2 separate regions of the Zea mays genome follow, and region 1 is linked to region 2. The links are chromatin contacts, called in public Hi-C maps. All regions are on one chromosome and are shown on one strand. The core of a region is the stretch at or near the end of the contact, and the rest is flanking DNA. Distances in the headings are between cores, read along the strand shown. Region 1 holds the start of LOC103650339. Region 2 overlaps LOC100192709.

Region 1 (4,091 bases), core at 1,570-4,069, 330 kb after region 2:
AAAAACTGGAATTGGTGAGCTCCGGTGGGTAATTGGAAGCGAGGAAGGGTGCGCTAAGCGTGTAACTAGAAGGCGGATCAGGGAGAGCCTTTAATTTGTAGTAGCTACGTGAGTGCTTTCGGGAATTTGGGATGAAAGGATCTCACGGACGGAAGGGAGGTGAGTCACCGGAGGGCAACTGTCGTGGCGCTCGGTGAGGTAAGGCCCCTGGCGGTAAATGGGCTGTCCACAGCGACCTATTGCGACGTGGTAACTTCTCCAAGCATGTCGCATCCTCGAGGCGAGCGGAGGATGCCAACGAGGACATTCCGGCCGGTCGCAAAACAAGTGGTTACGGTGGCTAGCTCACAAACTTATCCGTAGTCGCAATCTTTTCACTTGATCGGTAATATTCGTGTTGATCCGTGCACGAATTTTCACGGCAAGCTCGAATCGTGGCGCCCGTTCACCGGCGGCGAGGTACACTGCACCAGAATCTTCTTCAGTGTACTATACCATGGCAATGTTAATTCAGCGCGCCTGACAGGGCCATTTGAGAGTCATTTCTCTTCGACTTTCGTTCAACAACCTACCAAGCCGACCATAGCAAAGTTGTTGTCCATCATGTCTGCTTTAAATTTGTTATAGGGTTCTTGTTCATACCTCCACTCGATCAAGCACAATTCAGCTCTCAAGTTGATCTAATGCCACTGTCAGTCTAACCTTCAGGCCAAACCCCGACTGATAGCCCAACTTCCAGGCCATTTTGCTCCAATTTTTGTACAACTCTAGGGCTCACTCCCTTAATCAAACTTGGACTACTTTAATAGCTCTACAAATTTGTTGTAGTGCCCCATTGCAAAATCCCCACGGATCAAAATTCATCACAATATCACTATTTTTCAGAGTTAAGCATTTAGGTGCCTTTGGGACCTTTTTGCAATTTTCTCCAATTTGTTCCATAAATCATGGAAATCTCCAAATATAAAAGTTGCCTAGTTTTTGTTACTCCACTACTTTGATATATGCACTTTGGTCCAAAAGTGCATAAAAATTGGAGTCACCTCATAAGGCACTAATTAGGGTTTCTAGGGTCCTTATTAGGGTTTGAGTGTTCTAGGGTTTATGTACCACTCCAACACTCTAAGTTTAGTCTCTTTTGAACATCTTCACTAACCTTTGAGTTCATAATCAAATTGCTATCTCACACACCCACATGCTTCTAGTCCTTGGGTAAGCACCCTACCCTATGGTTAAGGATCAATTCAAGGCATCACATCACAACTTTTTTTTTATTTTTTACCTAGTGGATGCACTTTAGGTATATCATACATAATGAAATGCTAGTGCAAATGATGTCATGCAAAAGTTTTAGTTTTGGTAACACCAAGGGTGTTACACAAAGGTAATCTCTTTGCCGAGTGTCACCTACAACACTCGGCAAAGGCACCTTCTCCGTTACCAGTCGTCGTGACAGCGGCTTGTCTTTGCCGAGTACCGAGTGACACTCGGCAAAGTCTTTGTCGAGTGCCCGATAAAAAGTACTCGACAAAGAAGCCGTTGACGATGTACAGTTCGCCGATCTCTCTTTGCCAAGTGTCATACTCGGCAAAGCCTTCGCTGAGTGTTTTTCAGACACTCGGCAAAGAGCCCGATTCCGGTAGTGGTAGCGTGTTGCCGGTACTTGACCTCGACACCAAACACTAGAAGTGTACTAACTGACAATGCTCTCTACGACGTATGGACGGTCTACAGCATGAGGCCGGATGATCCTTGACCCTGATGCAGGAGTGGGTCTCCTCTGCTCATTTGCGATGGAAATTCGGTGGCCGGGGAAAGGATACTCCCACTCCTAGTGCGATGAACAACAAAGGAAATAAAGTAGATTTGATTGATTTGTTTGATTCGTGCAACCGACCGTACCCCTTTTTATATGCATGCATGATTTCACATTCATACACCCATTACCCAGGTAATAGTAATACTAACCCATGCACCACACAACTCAACTATGGTTTCCTCCTTTCTACAAGCTTCTGCCAGTGGAGCGCGCGTGCATGCGCCTAATGGAGAAGGCTGAGGGTCTCCAGCGGCTTGACGGCGGCACCGAGCCTCGGATAGGCAGGCGGCACAACAGAAGGTGGCAGCGGCTGCACGAACTTGCAGTTGGGGCAGGACGGGGAGGACATGCAGAGCATGACTAGGAGGTGACAGTTGGCGCACGGCACGGCCACCATGTTGCCTCCAGAGAACAAGGTGCCAGCGGGTTTCCCTGGCTCATCCTCGTCGGGAGCTGTGGAGATGTTGAGGTCCACGTTATTCAGGCTCTGCTCCCGGGGTCGAACCCAGCTCTTCTTCAGCGTCTTCCTGTTCAGGTAATACATCCTCCCAGACTGCATGCCAAAAAACAAAAAATACACAATGATGAGAGACAATTAATCATGGCAGGACACTTGTAGGTGATATTTTACTCACAGAGAGTATTGGTACTCACTTGGAGGTCGAGGCACTGTTCCCAGTCGAGAGGCAGGGGGTGGTTGAGCTGGAGATCCAGGCTCGCGGGCGGCTGCTGATGCACCTCCCAGTCCCAGCTGGCCGCCGTATAGTTCTTCCTCTTCTTCCGGGGGCTTCCATGAGACTCGATCGAGGAGCTCTTGGCTGCCAGGCCACCACCGGTTGCCAAGCCCGGCCACACTGGGCCGAGCGACAGCTCCGGCTGCAGCTCTATCAGTCTCCGGCTCCGGGCGGCCTCGTCCTGGTGGAACTTCTTCACCCTGAGGAACTCGGTGGTCATGGCCGGTCGTGGCTGGCCACCACCACACCACGGGTCTATTTATATACGTACATACCAATATATAGCTAGCTAGGAGGAGGAGAGAACTGACAATTGCTGGACTAGAGGGGTAGTAGCACAGCACTGTAGTTTTGATTGACGGGAGGGGTGATGCTCATGCTGAGAGTTCATGCAGGGGAGGGAGGAGGCTTCAATGGCCTTCATCCAACCCGCATTAACGGGAGGGCAGGCCGGCATTGAAGGTGGCGAGTAGCTAGCTAGAGTGACCTTAATAAATGTCGCAAATCTCCCCACGCACCTCCACCTACGTACATGTACACGTCATAATGCCAGCCCAGCCCAGCCCAGGAGAGCCACCTCAAAATCTCTCCTTGTAAGCTGTATGTAGACTGCTGGTAGGATTTGAAGCGCGATCAGCTGCAGCAGAAGCAGAAGCAGGTGCAGCAGGTGCAGCTGCATGGGCAGCAGCAGCGTGGCTGTAAACTGAGATGATGTTGGTGGTTCGTCTGTTCAGAAGGTGGGCACGCAGGAACTGTAACTGAGCTGGTTGGATTAATTGGAGGGTAGCACTAGATCCTGCTTGCACATCGTATACGAGTCACAATTTATCATGCATTACCTCTTGGTCTTGAAACAACAATGCACATAATCTAGTACTGTGCACGCAGGGTAGCTCCTGTCCATAGTGGAAACCGGTGGTGTACGTTGACCAGTTGGAGAAGATTGGAGCTGCGATGCGATGGCCATCCGTATCCGCCATCTCCAACAGTACCTATACACGTACTCTCCTGCTGCTGTCTGTGCTGGCCTCCAGCAGCTCTGCACGTCAGCATCACTGCGTAGGTAAATAATGGCTATGCGTGTGAGCTTGTCCGAGTTAGGAGTAGATGCAACTAGCAGGTCGGTGGTTCATAGACGACGCCACTTGAGTCAAGGAGCAGCATAGGAGAGAGAGAGAGTGGCAGAGCGCGCCCTCCGCCGTGTTATATCGAGCAAAGATGATTAGACAGAATTGATGGTGAGAAAATACTTTGTTATTCAATTTTAAATAACAATAACAAAGGATACCCGCTCTGATTCTTTTCTACCAAACTAGCTCTAAACCCCTCTTACTAAAAAAATGAATAGCAAGGTGCTCCCAAACAAGCGACAAAGATCAGTTTGAGACCAAGAAAATAGGAGGGGTTGAGTCGGCTAAAATCACTTTTAGATCTACTTTGGGAGCAAGGTAGGCTAAACCTAGGGATGGAAAATCCCCACGCATATAACTAACAGGGTGTTTGAATGCACCGGTGCAAACATAAAGTTGACTTATCAC
Region 2 (3,990 bases), core at 1,216-3,715:
ACTAATCGAGCTATCATGCAATGCTTGCATAGCATGGCCCTAACTAGATTATTGGGAGGCGCAATTGTAGTATGCGTGTTAACTCCTTACTTTATTGCAGTTAATTGTTACCAGGTTGTGATAATGTTGATGCCAACCTTGTGTGTGGGTGTTTCCTGTTTCAGATCTATCTTGGCTTATCTTTTAGAAGTCAAGATGTGACTGAAGATGTAGGCTGTGACCCAGTTCACTGTATCTGAAATAGTGGATAAACTCAAATTTACAATTTGTATTGCTGACTAATATTGTTATGTATACCTGGCAAAAGGTTTTCTTTGAATTCAGTCTCTGGTTGAACATTTTGCTGGTCTACCACTGCTGCATAGCTTATTTATACTGTTTATATCAGTTGTTTCTAGTTATTCTCTATAGATAATTAACAAATAGATGAGGAAGAACGTCTCAACCTCTGCAACAATGAATGTGTGTGTGCGTGCGTGTGTAGTATGCAAGTCCCTCTTTTTGCGTCGTCTATTTTCGGGTGTAGGGGTGTGCGTGTAGTATGCAAGTCCCTCTTTTTTGCGTCATCTATTTTATACTCCCTCCTGTCCCAAAATATAATTCGTTTTAGATCAAACACATATTGATTAATTGATCTATGGATGTAGTTTGTATGTCTGTCTATTCATTATCACTTATTTGAATGTGAATAAAAAAAAAGAGGGCTAGAAAGAACTATATTATGGGACGGAGGGAGTATTTCACATTGATCTATGGATGTAGTTTGTATGTCTGTCTATTCATTATCACTTATTTGAATGTGAACAAAAAAAAGAGGGCTAGAAAGAACTATATTATGGGACGGAGGGAGTATTTCACATCGAAGTTTCCAGGTTTGTTTCAACCCTGTTCAAATTGTGAGCCTTGGCTGTATTTGATTTTAAGTTTGAATAATCCACCTGCTGTAGGTAGTTTGGTTAAAAGACATTGCTATTTTTCTGCTTAGTGATACTGATATCAGTTATTCATTTCTCGTCCATCTATTTTTGAAGTGTCAGTAGTGGTTTGTTAAACTTGTTTTCCTGAGCTTGCTCCTGATTCTGGCAAGTTTTTGGGCTCCTGGCACTTCACTTTTATGATCTTATTTTGATTTGTTTATTACAGGAAAGTGGTTCTGGACTGGAGTATGTCCTACATGAGTATGCATAGTTCATTAGTATGTCTGCCTTACAGTTAAATTTTTCTATATGTTTGTTATTTGTAAGTTATTGCTGGTAATTTTATTATGGTATCATAATGCATGAGGTGAAGTTACCAGACTTCTAGAAGGTTTATGTTATTAGCTCATATCAAAGATAAAATTCTACTCCTGTGCACTTATTTTCCTTGAATGAAGATTCGATTCATTCATTGAACAAGAACCTGGCTTTGAATCCAGATTTTAAAAATGGTAAACGTCAATGCTACCATTGGGGTAGTATGCACTAGCCAATCTAGTTTTTGACATAGAAGTGTCTGAGTTTTGAGGGCTTTCTGCTGCAGGTGCGTGAGCAGTGATCGTGGAAGAACCTGTGTTGGGAGATGGTAGAGAAGATGTGCTCAAGATTGTTTTTCGGTCAAAGTCTTCTCAGGTGCTGCTGAAATTAGACCGGCATTGCGAGTGCAAGTTGCCGCTTTTATTCTTCGCATATGTTGGCCTTATGACTCCATTTATTCAATGGCCACCTGAATGACTCTCCCAAGTGGCAGAGATCAGGACTTGTGAGCTTGATGCCGTTGAAGTAGAGCTTCTGATGCTTGATGTTGGTTGTCGCCCTAGTGGTGGGTGGGGACTATGGATCCACTGGGAAGCCTGATGAGGTCGATGACATCAGGGGCACAGTGATGGAATGCCTGGATAGGAAGTCCAACACCTGGCTCTCAGAGATGGACGCAGGGGACAGAAGCCTATCCCGGGGCATCCTGAAGGTGCTACGGGGTATCTTCTCCTGCACCACCCTGACGAGCATGACAAAGGTGAAGTAGCGCGGCCGCTGTATCTACTGTGCTCTGGTGGCAATGTAACTGCTGACCATCTGGTTGGGGACTATGGTTTCACTAGAGGCTGACCACATGAGAGTGTTGACCAGGATCATTGTAGCAAGGAAGGAGGAAGCCATGGTGTAAATGGGCAAGCAAGGTATGGCTATCTATTGCTCCCTGAGTCTCTAGCAGGTTGTTTTGTTACCAGATTGTGGTCTCCCTGGGTTGGGATGTGGTTGGTACAACTCTTGCACGCTTATTTCATGTGTGAACTACTGCTTTTCATGTTATCATCATATCTAGTATTCAGTGAATTCTCCACGTTGATAGCACAAACCATGTGTTTCAAGCCCGTTAGTAAATGATGTTCAAATTCAACCAAAGACAGGCTGATTCCCGCCTCATGCGCCATCTGTTTTACTTTGTGCAGACTCCTGGGCGTCAATGCCGTCACAGTAAAGTTAGCAGGGCTAGAAGTGGCCTTGTTATTTTGCAGAACAAAATGGGGCGTGCAAGATTTGGACTCAGCCCACTTTGTTCCGAACGTTTGGCTCTTACCACTATAGTTCTTGTTCACTTGTGTTATACTCCTATAGAGAGAGATTGTATGTACGAGTAACTAATGTGTTTGGTTGAGGACTGAGAGAGACTGGAGTGGCTCCATTTCTATTTTCTAGTGTTTGGTTACGCAGTGAGAGAGCGGAGCGGTTCTTGGAGCGGCTATATTCCATTATACGACTGATATCTGGAATGAGGCTGCTCGGCCAAATCGATTGGACGTCAGTCAGTGTTCTCGTTCTCTCTGCTCCTTTGTTCTCTTGTGTGACCAGTGCATCCATGACCCGCCGTCGTGAGGAGCTCCGCCGTCATTCGTTGAGTTAGGTGAGTCCGCCACCACCACTTCCCTCGTCGACCCCTTTCCTCCACTATTTCTGCTTCTACCATTGCCCCCTTCCTTCACGCCATCAATAGATCTGCTCTGTCTTCTCCCTTCACTAGATTTGTCGGGTGTAGGGAGCTTCACAAGTGGTGGATCTGAAGAGAAATGGCAGAGAAGACTTGGCATCTAGGTCTTGTCTCGTGCACGTCTTCGTTCTCGTTCGTCGTCGGATCTAGCTACAGTGGAGACGCATGCCACCCGCCTTCCTCCTCTCTCAACCTCTCCTCTCCTATCTGTCGCTAGGTCTGACGCAAGACTTGAGAAGCAGCCACCTGTAAAGAACACATACAATTTGCTAGGAATGTGTAATAAAACAGATGCGCCGGGAGCTGAAGGTGTCCTTGAGCCGGAGGGCGAGTTAGTTGTTTTTAAGACTTTTTTTACTGGTGGACTTCGCTTGCCTGTGCACCGGTTTCTAGTTGAAGTGCTGCGGAAGTTCGAAATTCAAATTCATCAGTTGACGCTGAACGATATGGTAGCGTTGGCGAAGTTTGTCTGGGCGGTCACTTCGTACGGCGAGGAACCATCGGTCGAGGTCTTCGCCAAGAATTACTATCTTCATTGGCAGAAGAAGATGATTGGTGGATTGATTACCCAATTTAGGTCCTGCACATTTACGCCGAGGACTGGGAAAACATCGGTCGAAGTTGTTGAGATTGTGTCGGGCGTCAAGAACAAGTGAGGTAATTGGTGTGATTTCTGGTTTTATGTGGCACCAGAGGACATCGAAGGGGTGCCTAGTCTGCCCCTGTCTATCTTGTGTTCACATTACTATGTGGCATTTCCACAATATAAAGTGAAGAAAGGAGATAAGGGCGAAGGCCTATTGGCACGCAGCCCGGATGAGCAGCGACCGGGATTTGGTTGAAGAATTCGTTGCCTACGGTGTGTGGCCGCTAGCTCATGGCTGGGATCCGGACGAAGTCAAGATTCGCCCGATGCCCTTTTTGGGTGATCGGATGGTGCAGAGCCCTGCCTTCGCCATTGATTTGCGAGGGGGGGGGGATGCGGCCACCTTAGTTAGGGAAGTTGAGTCGGAGGGTGTTAAA

The links. A called contact is a pair of places that touch in the nucleus more often than the background predicts.
Region 1: a Hi-C map of ear shows a contact between it and region 2, with 2.4 times the contacts expected there. The contact joins the promoter of LOC103650339 here to the enhancer-like site in region 2. A contact is called at or near these places in 2 of 25 Hi-C or Micro-C datasets (ear and endosperm).

The regions. Positions count from the first base shown.
Region 1 is chr3:101,762,761-101,766,851 of Zm-B73-REFERENCE-NAM-5.0, forward strand. LOC103650339 reads right to left here and starts at 2,820. Exons shown (of 2, transcript NM_001374176.1): 1 at 2,474-2,820; 2 at 1,854-2,372. The coding sequence starts at 2,773. The coding sequence ends at 2,043.
Region 2 is chr3:101,437,541-101,441,530 of Zm-B73-REFERENCE-NAM-5.0, forward strand. LOC100192709 reads left to right here. Exons shown (of 13, transcript NM_001137911.2): 13 at 1-317. The coding sequence ends at 5. Among protein-coding and RNA genes, the nearest start is that of LOC100192709, 7.1 kb to the left of the region's middle. Within about 2 kb of position 2,466, at least 7 of the 20 cell types and tissues checked have an H3K27ac peak or open chromatin away from gene starts, as enhancers often do. A contact at or near this core is called in ear, where this site is marked.